3 separate regions of the Mus musculus genome follow, and regions 2 and 3 are each linked to region 1. A link is a contact called in public Hi-C and HiChIP or PLAC-seq data. All regions are on one chromosome and are shown on one strand. The core of a region is the stretch at or near the end of the contact, and the rest is flanking DNA. Distances in the headings are between cores, read along the strand shown. Region 1 holds the start of Senp2 (SUMO/sentrin specific peptidase 2). Region 2 overlaps Ehhadh (enoyl-Coenzyme A, hydratase/3-hydroxyacyl Coenzyme A dehydrogenase). Region 3 has its middle 21 kb from the start of 1300002E11Rik.

Region 1 (4,593 bases), core at 1,325-3,824:
TGGCATTTGTCTTATGTGCCTCCGTGACCTCACTCAGTATAATTTTTTCCAGCTCTCCCCATTTACCTGAAAATTTCCTCATTTTGTTTGTCTTTACAGATGAGCAATGTTCCATTGTGAATATGTATCCCATTTCCCTTATCTACTTTCAGGTGACGGACACCTAGGTTGTTTCTATTTCCTAGCTATTGTGGGATTAGCACAGTGATACTGGGGTGTCTTGGGAAACAACATGATCTTTCTTGGGGAGGTTGGGTCCTAAAACATGATCATCACCACAACCACTATGGGCCAGTGACTTTCAGGTTCCCATCTCATAAATTCCAAGTGTGAAGTTCACGTACCACAAAAGGTGAGTTTGGAGAGAACTTTACTATAGATTCCTAGGTATGAAAGTGGTGCCCTCCCCTCCCTCACCCCCTAAACCCGTGGCAGTCTAGAGAACTGGCCCTGAGGTCATGAGAGAGGGTGGCCCTGTCCCTCCCTACTATAGCACCTTGGCAAATGGGCCCTGTATCTTGCTTGCCTGGGCAGCACAAAGGAGCTGGCCCTATTGGCAAAGGCACCCTACATGAGTGGGAGAGCTGGCCAGGTCCTCACAGGCTACAGCACCTTGGAGAGCAGACTCCGAATCTTGGCTGGGCACATTGGAGGTTTGGGTCTGGGTGAGCTGTCCTGGGGGAGAGGAGGAGAAATGAGCCTGCCTCCTGCAGATAACAACATTGGGTGGGCTAGCTGGAGCAATGCTAGAGAGGGACCTCACCCTGTGGTGTGAAAAGGGAGAGCCAGCGCGCTGACCAGTTCAACTACCACCCATTCAGCTGCCTCTGCTTCACCTGCTCTAACCACTTGCCTCTCCTTGTCTAATTCTCATGACCATCATAGCAGGGAGCATGTCAGCAGGAAGGCATAGTGCTGGACCAGTAGTTGAGAGCTCACATCTGAGGACCAGGTAGATCCTCAATGCCCCGGTGTGTGCATTAGGCAGGTAATTTTCATTAGCATATGGCCTTATACACCCAATAGGAAAGATAGAGCCTGGTTTTTGTTGTTGTTGTTTTGTTTGTTTATGAGAAGGTCTTTCTACTTAGTTCTGGTTATTCTGGAACTAATTGCGTAGACCAGGCTGGCCTCTAATTCACAGAGATCCACCTATCTCTACCTCCCAAGTGCCGGCATTAAAGGCATGTGCCACTATGCCCAGCAGTGACTGTTTTTGTTTTTGTTTTTTGGGTTTTTGTTTTTTGAGACAGGGTTTCTCTGTGTAGCCCTGACTGTCCTGGAACTCAGTCTGTAGACCAGGCTGGCCCTTGAACTCAGAAATCTGCCTGCCTCTGCCTCCCAAGTGCTGGGATTAAAGTCATGTGCCACCACCGCCCGGCTTTGAGACTGTTTTTAATACTTCAAGGGACTGCACTCCCAGACATTATGCTTAAGTCCATAGGAGATATTATTTAGACATTTATTTCTAATGGTTTTCCTTTAATCCCAGCACTCGGGAGGCAGAGGCAGGCAGATTTCTGAGTTCGAGGCCAGCCTGGTCTACAAAGTGAGTTCCAGGACAGTCAGGGCTATACAGAGAAACTCTGTCTCAAAAAACAACAACAACAACAACAACAAAACAACAAAAAGGAAGAAAGAAAGAAGAGAAGAGAAGAGAAGAGAAGAGAAGAGAAGAGAAGAGAAGAGAAGAAAAGAAAAGTGTATACATTCCCAGAGAGGATAATGAGAATTGATTGCTACCTGACAGCTGAGGGGAAGAGACAAGCTGATTAGAAAAGGCCACAGGAATCATTCAGTCCCTGTTTCTCGGAAGCTTTTCCTAAGAAGTCGTGTCCGTCTGCCCTACTCACTCCCCAGCATCTGGTTTAACTTTCTCTAGTTCCATTGCGCATTACAATCATTTATCACATAAGCAGGTGACCTTGTATTCTAATTTATAAGTATCTATGAAAATGTCTCTCCCAGTAAACTTGCACGTATGCGTGCGGAATGAGCCCTAATAGTTAGACTGGCTCAAATGCTAGTGGTTAGCTCCATTTTCTTAGGCACATGGTTTAATTGCTATATACCTTTGGTTTTTATGACATTCCTAAAATTCCCCACTGTGTCCGGTTGCTGTAAACATGACGGCAATCCGGGTAAAGTATTAGACCAATGTATATACAAAATAAAGCGCAAACCCTTACATACTCATTAACTAACCTGACCTATTTTCCACCCTGCGCATTCTTTTACAGAACCCTCCACTGTCGGGTTGCTTGGGTAGCTCTCCCGGCCCAGCATCGATACACGTGGTTTGGGTCTGTGGGCCTTGTCCCGAGATCGACTCCTGACTGGCTCTGCCAAAGAGAAAGCCCCGCCCTTCGGTCTGCCAGTCAGACCCGCGCAAGAGCCCGCTCTCCCCGTCCCGCTTCCTGTTGCTAGGCTTACAAGGAGCAGGCCCAGACTGCGCATGCTCAGACTCCGGAGGCCGCTTTCCCGTTGGGCGGAAGAAGGTGACGTCAACGGCTTCTAGAGAGTCCTCCCCTAGCCCGGGGAACGTTAAATCTGTGGGCCCTCTGATGGCGTCACAAGTCCGCGCCTGATCCTGGCTACGGCTGAAGCGGCGAAGGCGGCAGCGGCAGCGGCAGCGGCAGCGGCGACGGCGGCGGCGGCGGCGGCGGCGGCGGCGACAGCTCTGGGGTTCGCGTCTCGGGGTGTGTCGGCCGCCGCTGCTGCTCAGGCCTGGAATGTACAGATGGCTGGCTAAGGTTCTCGGCACCATTCTTCGCTTGTGTGAGCGGCCCGCGCCCGGGGCCCGCGCCCTACTCAAGAGGCGGCGCTCCAGCAGGTAAGGTGGCCGCGCGCCGGTCGGGTCCCCTCCCCCGCGCTGGCGTTGGGCGCCGCGGGCCTGTGGGAACCGGCGACTACGGGACCGCGGAGGCCTGGGGAGAGTCCGTCCCTCTAGCTGCGAGCGGAAGGGGAACGGGAGGCCGGCGATGTGCTGCTCGCCGGATACGGCTCCTGTCGCCCGGTGTCGTCGCGGGCGGACAGCGCAGGAGCGAGTCACTAGGTTAGGAGTTTGCCCGTAGTCGTTTGACTGCGAGTGCTGTTGTCTTCGCACCGAGGAACAGCAGTTGTCTTGTTCGACAGCAACTGTCGGGGTGTGTGTGTTGGGCTGCAGGGGAAGGGAATGGTCCTGTTCTTTAACATCCTTGTAAGAGGCAGAAAGTATTTACGTACCGCACTCTTGTAAGATTCGGTTAAAATTAGAAGGAAATGACAAATATTAGTACTTAGCATCTACTCCTTTATTTACTTTACAGTGTCTTCCCTTTTAAGGGTTTATCTAGAAAACAAAATATTCTACAACTTCTATACTCCCCCCTGTCTCCCACTCTTACATTCTCCCTCCCTTTCCTTCCTCTGCTATGTCTACTTCACTTATTATTATGATGATGGTGATTATTTTTGTTTCCAGGTCAAGAGAAGTGGACAAAAGATTGGATTAGGGGAAGTAGATCAAAATGATTCATAGATGACTCCAGGAATGTAGGTCATTGGTGAAACTGGTTGTTCGCTAAACTGTAGCATGTAGTCCCATGGCTTCTACAGTTCCATGGGGTTCAGATAAGAATCGGTTAAGATGTTATAAAGTTCTCAAACTGATGCTTATGTAAGAATAGTTTATTCTCCCCCAACTGGATCTGGTGCACAATGAAACTGCATATTTATCGAACAGGGACTGGTGATCGCCTCACATTTTCATTCATAGTCCCTCGGAGTCAGCAGTATGCCGACCCAAACCTGAGTGTGGATGTGTCCTGGCCAGCCTTGACTTCTAGCTGCTTTCTGTTCTTTACTACATTCGGGGGCTCGTGGGTTATTTTGTTTTGTTTTGTTCTTTTGTTTTTTGAGACAGGGTTTCTCTGTGCAGCCCTGGCTGTCCTGGAACTCACTCTGTAGACCAGGCTGGCCTCGAACTCAGAAATCGGCCTGCCTCTGCCTCCCGAGTGCTGGGATTAAAGGTGTGTGCCACCATGCCCGGCTCGGGGGCTGGTGTCTTAAAAGATACTTTTTTCTAGGAACTAGAGCTGTGCCTTAGGGGCGGTGTGCTTGTCTGTCGTGCCTGTCCTGTCTTCAATCCCCAGCCCAGGGTATAGGGGTCGGGAGACATTTAAGCAACACCATTGCCAACTCCCAACTACTACCTTATCTCTTAAGGCTGCTTATATTGTTGCTTGAAATTAAAAAAAAAAAAAAAGTCTGTCTTTAGGGCCAGTGTCCCAAAACCAAATGATGTGTTGGTTTAATTTGGCCAGATTATACATCATAATGTAGTAGGGAGTGTTGAGTCTTTCCTACGGTCTAGAAATAGGACTCTGCTTTGCACCTTGCATCTCATTTTACGACTACATGGGGCACAAGAGAAGGAAGGTTGTGTGGTACGGAGCTTTTGTTTTGGTGTTAGGTAAAGAGACCACGGTCTTTTATATGCTAAACACATGCCCTACAACTGAGTCACACCTCCAGAGCTGAGTAAGTTTATTTATAGAAATGCACGTATGGCCTATATACATCCATCTTCTCCTTTCTTTGCAGCACTCTGTT
Region 2 (4,593 bases), core at 1,300-3,799, 230 kb before region 1:
AACCAGCTTAGTACTGATATATTTCCTGAAAGCATTTTTAAAATGATTTATTTTTGTTTTGTAGGTATGGGGATTTTGTCTGCATGCTATGGCTGAGCACACATGCCTGCAGTGCTTGTGGGGTCCAGAGAGGGCTCAAGATTCCCTGGAACTGGAGTTATGGATGGTTGGGAGTGGCGGCCATCCCACCTCATTGGGAGTGGGAATCAAACCTGAGCAGCCAGTGCTGTTAACCACTGAGCCATCTCTCTAGCCCCTGATATTTATTTATTTATTTATTTATTTATTTATTTATTTATTTAGGTTTTTCGAGACAGGGTTTCTCTGAGTAGCCCTGGCTATCCTGGAACTCACTCTGTAGTCCAGGCTGGCCTCGAACTCAGAAATCCGCCTGCCTCTGTCTCCCCAGTGCTGGAATTAAAGGCGTGTGCCACCAATGCCCGGCTCGATAGATTTCTTATGAGTAAGAAAATTAACATGGCTTGTCCTTCTGGATTATAAAATGATGCGGAAATTATAAACGTATAAAACCTGTACAACAGCAACCACGAAAGACCACATAAATATCACCACACGGAGATAAAGTTTAAGACTTTGGTGGTTTCTTAGTCCTCCCACGCGTATGTAAGTGCATTTATGGTCTGCACCTGCAACTTACTCTTTCTGTCTCAATACCTATCTTGACTAACTTGAAGTTCAGTATGTATTTCTAACAAGGAGAACAGACTACAAAGCCTTATTTCTTGTCTTTACATGACAGAATACATAATTCATATAGTGTTTCCATAGGGCATCAGTAAGCTTGGTATTAATTTAATCTGTCTCTTCCTCAACCATTCTCATCTGGACTTGCTGAGCATTAAAATGTGTATAAAAACATATTGCTTTGGTTTTGGTTACTGGATCATCTCTACAGTGCTGAGCAGGCAATGTAAGCAGTGATTTTATGGCCAGTGTTTTTATATTGGTTTTTTTTTTTTATCCTCACCCCAGAACTGGTGTACTCTCAGGCCACCATTTACAAATACTGAAGACCTCTGGTATTGGGCCCTCATTCCCATGTGACTTCTGTCAAAGGGTGCAATGCATTCATTCTTGGGGCAGGGAAAGAAAGAGGTGCTGTGTGTGGACTACACCAGAGGAGTCATCACTTCAGATATTTGTGCTGTGCCTTGTCAGGTAGACCCAGAGAAACAGTGCTATGGTCACTGGGGGTAGGGGCTGTCTGAAGGAAAATGGGCTTTATTTCCAGACTCTGAATAAACAGTCATGCTTCCCGAACAGGTTCTGAGTACAGACACTGTACAAGGATAGTCAGCTAAGGCATCTCACTTAACCTCACACAGCCTTCGTCAGCTAGAAATCATGGACCCTGCTCTATAGGCAGAGACAATGACGTAAGGATGACAGAGACTGGCCCAAGCTCACGCAGGATAGAAGGGACATATGTAAAGCAGACACACATCAGCATGTTTGTGGCAGGCAGCAGCTATCAGCCATCAAGACTAGAATGAAATGTTCTTCAAAGGCCACCCAGTCCTGTCTGGGTCCCATCACCCATGATGCTTTTCACCTCCACTCTAGTGTCCCTAGTCACTACCCAAAGGGATAGCCGATGTACTGCTGGGCATTATCTGGGTATAATTCTAGAGGTAATGGGAAAGATCTAGACACTTAATTACCTGCACAGAAGTTGTCATTTGCTCCACAGATCACTATGGCTCTAACCGTATGGTCCAAACTAGCTTTCTGGAGTCCATTCCTTACTTCTGTGATTACAGTTGGACTAAAAGAAAAAAATTTTTATACAGCAAATTAAGCAAAATTAAATCTCTACCCTATTATTTCTTTACTAATGAACCACTGAACAGTTATGGTGGATAAAAAAAAATACAGATTTTTACCACAGAATTTTCACTATTTGTTAAAGAAATAAAATATCTACTGTCAATTAAGCGCAGGGCTGATAAAATAATTCCACTTTAAAAGCATTATTAGTTTCCTCCCTTGTGCTCTAAGTTTGATCATGAAAAGTTAGTAACCAGTTCTAAACGTGTTATACATGACATCGCAAGTACAGAGTTATCTGATAGGTATAAACATGCAACTGCTGTGTAAAGTGTAAGATCTGAGTGTGGCGGTAAAGGCACAAAGAAGGCAGGCAGCACAGAAGTTTGGAAGGGACAAATTTTCCTTCAATTTATCATGCTTTTAGAACAGAAAAGATAAAGGAGAACCTGTCTAGGACATGTGGCAGGGGTGCTAGTTATTTCAAACATCCCTTCCCCTTCACCTTCTTCTAAAACCTGCTTCTTAGCTGGATCCATGGTGGCCCAAAGCAAAGACTACATTTCCCAGCATGCTTTGCAGCACAGTCCGCCCACGCCACTAAGTTCTCTTGATACCTGCAACATTAAGGAAGATTTCTGGAAAACAGTGGACAAGATTTCCTACTTTTCTTTCCTCCCTACTCTTGGCAAAAGTACAGGTGAGGTGGCTGGACAGAAGTATTCTTCTTGTACCAAGAGGTAGATACGGAGGACTGCAGGACAGACACTGAGGGCTGTGGAGCAGCCATTCTGGACTACAGTGAGAGAAGTCACTAGTCTTTGTTTAATTCACTGTCTTTGAAAGTTTTCTGCCTGTGGAAGCCAAATTCCACACTAATTAATTCAGGAGGGAAAGGCAAGGGCAAAGAAACATTGAGCAAGACCTACAGTAGATGCTCTACCCAGGTTCAGTATATGAGGGAGCAGCTATAGAAAGTACAGCTAAAGCCACGGACGGGAACTGTCTTAGAGGAACAGGAACTGGAGCCAGGTCCGTCTCCATTCAAGGAGTAGGGAATGTTCAGTGATCCCATTCAGGAGAGTTTGTCGCAAGGGAAAGAGAGAATTTGCCAAGTGGATTAGGATGGTGAAGGAGGTGAACCTAAATCATGGGCTGTCAGCTGCACGGAAGACAGCAGCAAGCTCCAACCCTTTTTTGCTTGAGATTCTCTGTATTCTGAGCAGAAACTTCCCTCTTGTGCGGAAAAAGTAAACTGTTACAGAAGCGGTGCTATGATAACAAGACAAAGGCCCACAGGCTACAAGAGATACTTGCCCTGAGGAACAATAATTACCTTTCACCCAGTTACTTTTTAGCGACACACAACTAAACAGAACCTCCCACGCCTAATTCCTTACTAGGAAATGGAATAAGCAGAATCTGAACCATTAAGTAATACCGAGAAGTCCAAAAGGCTGAGGAGTTGTCCATCTGGGTAGACTTGCTTCTGGGAAACCATGCCCCCAGCCTAACAAAGCACCTCACACATTCAAGTCTGGCAGATAAACCACTGCAGTACTCTCACACAACCCATACAAATCTTCATTCCCAAACCACTTACAACAAACCAGAACACATGCACACTGCACAGCTCACAGTGCACTGCTTGACAATGACGACAAAAAGACACAAGACAAGGTCTCATCCTCATTGGGAACTCAACTGTTGTGGACAGAACACTATTTTCTCTCTATGGGCAAATGGTAGGAAGGGACCCCACTGCCAAACTGTCTCCTTCTGGATTTCCCTCTCCTGGGATCCACTGGGGAAAGGGCTGGGAGTTTATATGGCAACCATTTCCTCTTCTTTTATATACATTTTTGTTTCTTTTGAAAACTCACAAACAGAAAAATGGCTACCAATCAGAGGCTTGACTGGGCCGGATGAGGGTACCTAAGTGCTCTCTCAGGAAAGAGAGATGCTAGGAAGACATGTGACCCAAGCTCTGTTTTACTATGTGAGCCTTTTCCATCTTTGGAATTATTAAAAACAAAAACAAACAACCAAAACGATCAGGAAACATCTAAAGTTTACTAAACCAAATTTGTGCAATTTTCAAAAAGAAGTTAACAAATAAGAAAATAAAACCCGCAGACCAGATGAGGCTGGGTTTTGAGTTCAAGAAGCATGCTTTTCAGCTGTGCTTTTTGTATGCATGTGTCTGTAGCTCGGGTAGAATGCACCATGTCTGTCTTCCACAGGGTGGCAGTTTTAGAGATGTTTAAGGGTTTATAATAGTTTTGGGGAGAAAGGAGAAGAATTATTCGGTAGGCAATCATGGTGGCTCTCACCTTTAATCTCAGCACTTGGGAGGCAAAAAAAGTGAATCTCTATGAGCTCGAGGCCAGCCAGGGCTATACAGACTGAGACCTGCTCTTTAAAAAAAAAGAAAAGAAAAAAAAAAAAAGACTCGATGAGCTAGAAAGATAATTTCCCACTAAAAATTAAAAGGGAGAAAGAACAAAAGAATAAAACAAGGGAAAAACTGGGACCATACTCACTTGGTGAACAAGCTGACCTCATAAATTGGTGACAACCTCCTTAGAACAGAACAAGGAAGCACATCGGGGACAAGGGAGCCACTTTCCCTCTGCATAACAACTACCTGTCCCTAGTTACTTTCTATCTTTTAACCTTTTGCTTTTGACTGGTTAATTAGAAATGAAATCTGATCAGGAAAACAGATTATAAGTCATGACATTACAAGGCATGTGCAGTGGATATGGGCACCATTCTGGGGCCCGTTCTAGACTACGGAAATCG
Region 3 (4,593 bases), core at 1,096-3,595, 190 kb before region 1:
CCAGGACAGCCAGGGCTACACAGAGAAACCCTGTCTCAAAAAACTGAAAAAAAAAATGTTCTAGATAAAAGATACGTGTGTCTATATATGACAGCTGACAGGTGTATTTGATATACTTTAAAACCAAATAATATGTTTTTGCTCAATATCTATTCTTAATGAACATAGATCCTAAAACATTAAGAACTATTTCAGGTTTGCTGAGAATGTACTGAATTGGGTGTGTGGCCACTAAGTAATGTGTACAGACCTGACCTGTCAGCCATTGCCCCTCCTTCGTGGCCTTCAGGATCTCTTAGCTTTGGTTCTCCTCCACTTATCCATTCTAGTGTCTGTTGCCCCCTTCTTAACTCCTTGACCTCAGTATGTTGGGGTACCCTAGAACTCAATCCTTGTGTGTTCTTCTCTCTTTGTCTTCTGTCTCCATCTCTCAAAAATTTATAATCCTTTCTCTTCAATTTGATGGCTCTATAATTCTGACTTGTCTTCAGCCTGCACCTCTCCCTAGGCTTGTGTGTGCGACTGCACAGCAGACACTAGTGTGAACAGTCAGAGGAGAAAGGTCAGACAAACAACACCAGCTGAAGGACATATCTAGGAAGGTCAGTGATGAGATCAATTCTGCACACTCTCTGTCTAACGTGCATCTCAAACTTTTAACCCACTCAAACTCCTGATCTTTGCTCCTGTCAAAATTCTCTTGTTTCCCCAGCTCACTAGCATACAATTCCGGGCTTTCCAGTTCTCCAGCCTGGAGTTACCCTTGCAACCTAATGCCTTAGATTGTCCCATGGAGTCAACTCTGAGTGCATCAGCCTCCACGCATCTCCCTAGGCAACTGCATGTCCTGCTGAACGAAAGCCATGATGTCACTCCCTGGAATGGGGGTGGGGTGTCCCCTTTACCTCTTCAATGCGACTTCTTCTCTGTCCTGATTCACTTGCTTCTGCTGCTGTCCCTGCTTTGTGTTTGGAGAGACCCCTTTGGTGTTGTTTCCTGTTCTTGGGATGTCCCTCCCTCATTCCACATGCCACTTCCTTTACTCTTTCAGGCCTTGACTCAAGTCACTTTCTTAGTGAAGTCTAGGTTAGCCTACTGTATAACCCCTTAGCCTCCCTTCCCCCACCGTGTGTAGGCTTTATCTAGGAAGGTTCTGCTTGCTATAGCGCTTTTGGGTTCATCTTTCCGGTGCCTCTGGTCTATAAAGCTTCTGCAGGGAAATCCACTGACCATGTTTAGGAGCTCTTGTGTATGTGACAGATTGATTTTCTCTTGACACAAGTTTTTCTTTGACTTTTGACAGTTCAGTTATATTTCTTTCTGTGGACTTCTTTGGGCTCATTAGTCAGAACACTTTGACCTCATTAAATTTAGATATGCAGGGGCGGCGAGATAGCTCAGTGGGTAAAGGTTCTGGCTGCAAAGCCTTATAACGCAATCAGTCCCCAGAACCTAGGTGGAGGAGAGTTGTTCTGTAATATTGTCACATGTGTATCATAGCACATACATACCTCTTCATACGCGGTAAATAGAGAGGTAATGAGGATGTAGAGGCCTGCTTCCCTTCACTCAGTCAGCAGGACTGGGGACGTGAGCGATGTCTGCCACCTTACACTGTCCCTCTCTTACACTGTAACTCTGTGTGTGTTGGCCATCTTAACAGTGTCTCAGGCCCTCGACTGTCACGTTTCCTTCTGTCCCTTCTACTTCATGATCTTAAATCGTCTGTCTTCGAGTTTACTGAGTTATTTGATCAAATGTAATGTTGAAAACCCATTGAGTTTTTCAGCTCAGTTACTGAGTTCTCCAGTTGTGTATTTTTTTCCTTTGGTTCTTTTATGTGATTTCTGACACCCTGTTGGTATTCTCTTGTTCCTGTATTACTTCTGTGATTTCACTGGCTATTTGTGTTGTGTCTTACAGTGCCTTCAGTTTCTTTAATACAATTTCTTTCTGTTCTTTCTCTGAATTCTTCAGCTTTGGTGTATACCCGGATTGTTTGTTTCGTTGTTAGTTTTGGTTTGCACAAAGTCTTACTCTGTAGACCAGGCTGGCTTCGTGCTTATGGCAGTCCTGCCTGAGCTTGCCCACTTGTTGAGTTTACACAAGGGAGCTGCCATGTCTGGGTAGGTTTCATTTCTGTGCTTCCTGTGACAGTTCCTCGTATTTGTTTCCTGTTAGACGTACCAAGAGAATAGACCTGCAGCCTCTTCTCCCAGTCATTTACGGACTAGATTCATACAGAGTGGATATTCACCCATCAGCCGAGATAGTTGAACCTCTCAAGTCTTTTATGGGTGCGTGGTCTCTGGACTGTGGGTTTATGTAATTCCATAATTGGAACACTTTTCCAGGAACTTGTAAGGGCTTCTTCCTCCCTCTGGTGTCTATTCTTGGTACTGCATACTCAGCACTATCCAGGCATCCAAAAATCCCACATTATCTCAGCACTTCCAAGTCAGGCTTGATAGAAACAGTCACTTAAAGCTTCTGAAAAGACGGGAAGTTAGACATACTTTCTTCTTTTCCCTTCTCCCCACAAGGAAGAAACTATGTATTTTACATTTCCAGCCGTGCTGGGAAGTGTACACTCAGCTACATGTCAGGTGCCTGGCTGCCTGTGGAGCTCTATGGCATCCAAATATGCAGTCCTACAAGAAAGTGAGCCCTTCAGATGTGTGTTACACTATAAATTGGGTATGACTCAGGTGAGCATAGCTGGGCTGGCCCTGGAAAAGGACACGTATCAGGGGAAATAAAATGCTTTTTACATCCGTGTGAAAGTGTCTGCGGTCTCAGCTCATAGAGACCAGCATCATATATTTCAGATACAGCTGCCAGCTCCAGATTGCTCAGCCGAGCAGCTGCAGCTTGTCATTGCCACAGATCCCTCCTCGGATCCATTAGGTTTGCTAGGGTTCACACAGAACCAGGAACTTACCTATGGATGGCTGACCGTAAAGGGAATTAGCAGGAAACGATGGAGAGGGACAGAGCAGGGCACGTGAGATGGGTGAGGGCTCTGCTCTCCAGGAATGGCCGTGGCTGAGCTGCCAGATGCTCCTTTGGGCTTTTGTGAGCGCTTCATTACCCAGCTGATTAACTGCCATGTTGCTTTATTTAACTCTTAGGTCCCCGTGTCCACCCAGCATCTGATGCTGCCCCTCAGTCTTGGTGGTGCTGGGCTCCCATTGGGTTTCCTAAGGTTACCAGCCATTGGCCAGCTCACTGACATAAAATATGTCTACCGCTGAAGACTGCAAGGATTTTAGGAAACAATTACACATTTTGAATTTCAAATTTTATTTTATTTTTAACCAAGAAGCTGAGAATAGGTGAGTAGACATAGAGATAAAAAACCTTGGAGAGAAGATGATTTGATTACCTATTTTTTTTCTTCTCTGTCCCAATTATTCCTTTGTTAATCTTACCTTTATTTGAAAGATCAGAGTTGCCTGTGCTTGTGGAGTTAGTACCCCATCCATTGTTCGTCAGTAAACTGGAGGCAGTAGGACCACTGAGAACCTGAGCAAGAAAGACAGCTGGTCGTCAAGACAGCCAGCAGTTAGTGCGATGTCATGCCTGACAAAGCACAGTCACAGTTAAGAGTCTGGACACTTCATTCCATGACATAGAACACATATTCTGAGGATCTGAGCACAAGTTTTAGAGACAGAAAAGGACTGGAAGAAAGAATTGACAAGTTAGCCGGGCAGTGGTGGAGCACACATTTAATCCCAGCACTTAGGAGGCAGAGGCAGGCAAATTTCTGAGTTCAAGGCCAGCCTGGCCTGCAGAGTTCCAAGACAGCCAGGGCTGCACAGAGAAACCCTGTCTCAAGGGAAAGAAAAGAAAGTAGCAGGGGATAGAGAAATAGCTCAGCAGTTAAGGGGATTATCTGCTTTTCCCGAGGTCCAGAGTTCAATTCCCAGTACTCACATGGTGGCTCACAACCATCTATAACGTGATCGGATGCCCTCTTCTGGCATGCAGGGGTACATGCAGATAGAATACTCATTCATAAAATAAATCTTGAAGGAAGAAGGTGGGTCATTTCCTTGAAAGAAGGGACAGGAGATGGAAGATCAGAAACATTCCTGTTTATATCAGGATCCCTCTTCCCGGGAGCCGCAGGGACCGATAGAGGAAGCTGTAATCCTACGGTTATAGCTGACCTACTTGGGGAAGTTTGGCTCACAAATCCTGATTCTTCAGGTCAGAGAAATGGCTCCGTTTCAAACTTTGCTGGGTTGAAATGGATGACACCATTTCAATTTTTAGCCTTGCATGTTGGATCCCAATAGCGGAGCTTAGCCCCTAAACAACAGCATTCAGTAATTTCTGTTTAATATGCCAGTACTTCAAAAAACGCATGGTAAGACAGGAGGTATGACTCAGCTGGTAGAGTACCTGCCTAAGCATAAGACCCTGGAACCCATATTCCTGGCTCCTCCTGCACTCGGGGCTGAAGTACAGCTGTCATTCATCCTGGCTCTCAGGAGGCAGAGGCAAGAGGATTAGGAGCTGAAGGGCATTACCACCTACAGAGGGAGTTCAAGCCCAGGCTAGACCATGTGAGACCCTGCCTCAAAA

The links. Hi-C and Micro-C count contacts between places; a contact is called where the count stands out from the background. HiChIP or PLAC-seq counts read pairs in DNA pulled down with a chosen protein or histone mark.
Region 2: a Hi-C map of the G1E-ER4 cell line shows a contact between it and region 1, with 2.4 times the contacts expected there. The contact joins the enhancer-like site here to the promoter of Senp2 in region 1. A contact is called at or near these places in 18 of 39 promoter capture datasets (the 3T3-L1 cell line, 3T3-L1-derived adipocytes, the C10 cell line and 11 more), 27 of 484 Hi-C or Micro-C datasets (CD4 T cells, CD8 T cells, the G1E-ER4 cell line and 9 more), 16 of 115 datasets of contacts at active chromatin or transcription factors (the SCID.adh cell line, bone marrow-derived macrophages, embryonic midbrain and 7 more) and 5 of 9 other capture datasets (adipose tissue, embryonic stem cells, liver and 2 more).
Region 3: a contact with region 1 is called in an H3K4me3 HiChIP or PLAC-seq map of the SCID.adh cell line, with 15 read pairs. The contact joins the enhancer-like site here to the promoter of Senp2 in region 1. A contact is called at or near these places in 20 of 39 promoter capture datasets (the C10 cell line, the HPC-7 cell line, the SN4741 cell line and 11 more), 1 of 15 datasets of contacts at CTCF or cohesin (the NIH/3T3 cell line), 9 of 484 Hi-C or Micro-C datasets (the G1E-ER4 cell line, the HL-1 cell line, embryonic stem cells and 2 more), 16 of 115 datasets of contacts at active chromatin or transcription factors (the SCID.adh cell line, bone marrow-derived macrophages, embryonic basal ganglia and 7 more) and 4 of 9 other capture datasets (adipose tissue, embryonic stem cells, liver and 1 more).

The regions. Positions count from the first base shown.
Region 1 is chr16:22,006,910-22,011,502 of GRCm38.p6, forward strand. Senp2 (SUMO/sentrin specific peptidase 2) reads left to right here and starts at 2,575. Exons shown (of 17, transcript NM_029457.3): 1 at 2,575-2,833; 2 at 4,585-4,593. The coding sequence starts at 2,733.
Region 2 is chr16:21,776,117-21,780,709 of GRCm38.p6, forward strand. It overlaps Ehhadh (enoyl-Coenzyme A, hydratase/3-hydroxyacyl Coenzyme A dehydrogenase), which reads right to left. Exons shown (of 7, transcript NM_023737.3): 2 at 1,683-1,786. Among named protein-coding and RNA genes, the nearest start is that of Ehhadh, 9.4 kb to the right of the region's middle. Within about 2 kb of position 2,550, at least 22 of the 459 cell types and tissues checked have an H3K27ac peak or open chromatin away from gene starts, as enhancers often do. A contact at or near this core is called in the G1E-ER4 cell line, adipose tissue and extraembryonic endoderm stem cells, where this site is marked.
Region 3 is chr16:21,812,791-21,817,383 of GRCm38.p6, forward strand. No RefSeq gene overlaps it. Among named protein-coding and RNA genes, the nearest start is that of 1300002E11Rik, 21 kb to the left of the region's middle. Within about 2 kb of position 2,346, at least 65 of the 459 cell types and tissues checked have an H3K27ac peak or open chromatin away from gene starts, as enhancers often do. A contact at or near this core is called in the SCID.adh cell line, adipose tissue, bone marrow-derived macrophages and 3 more, where this site is marked.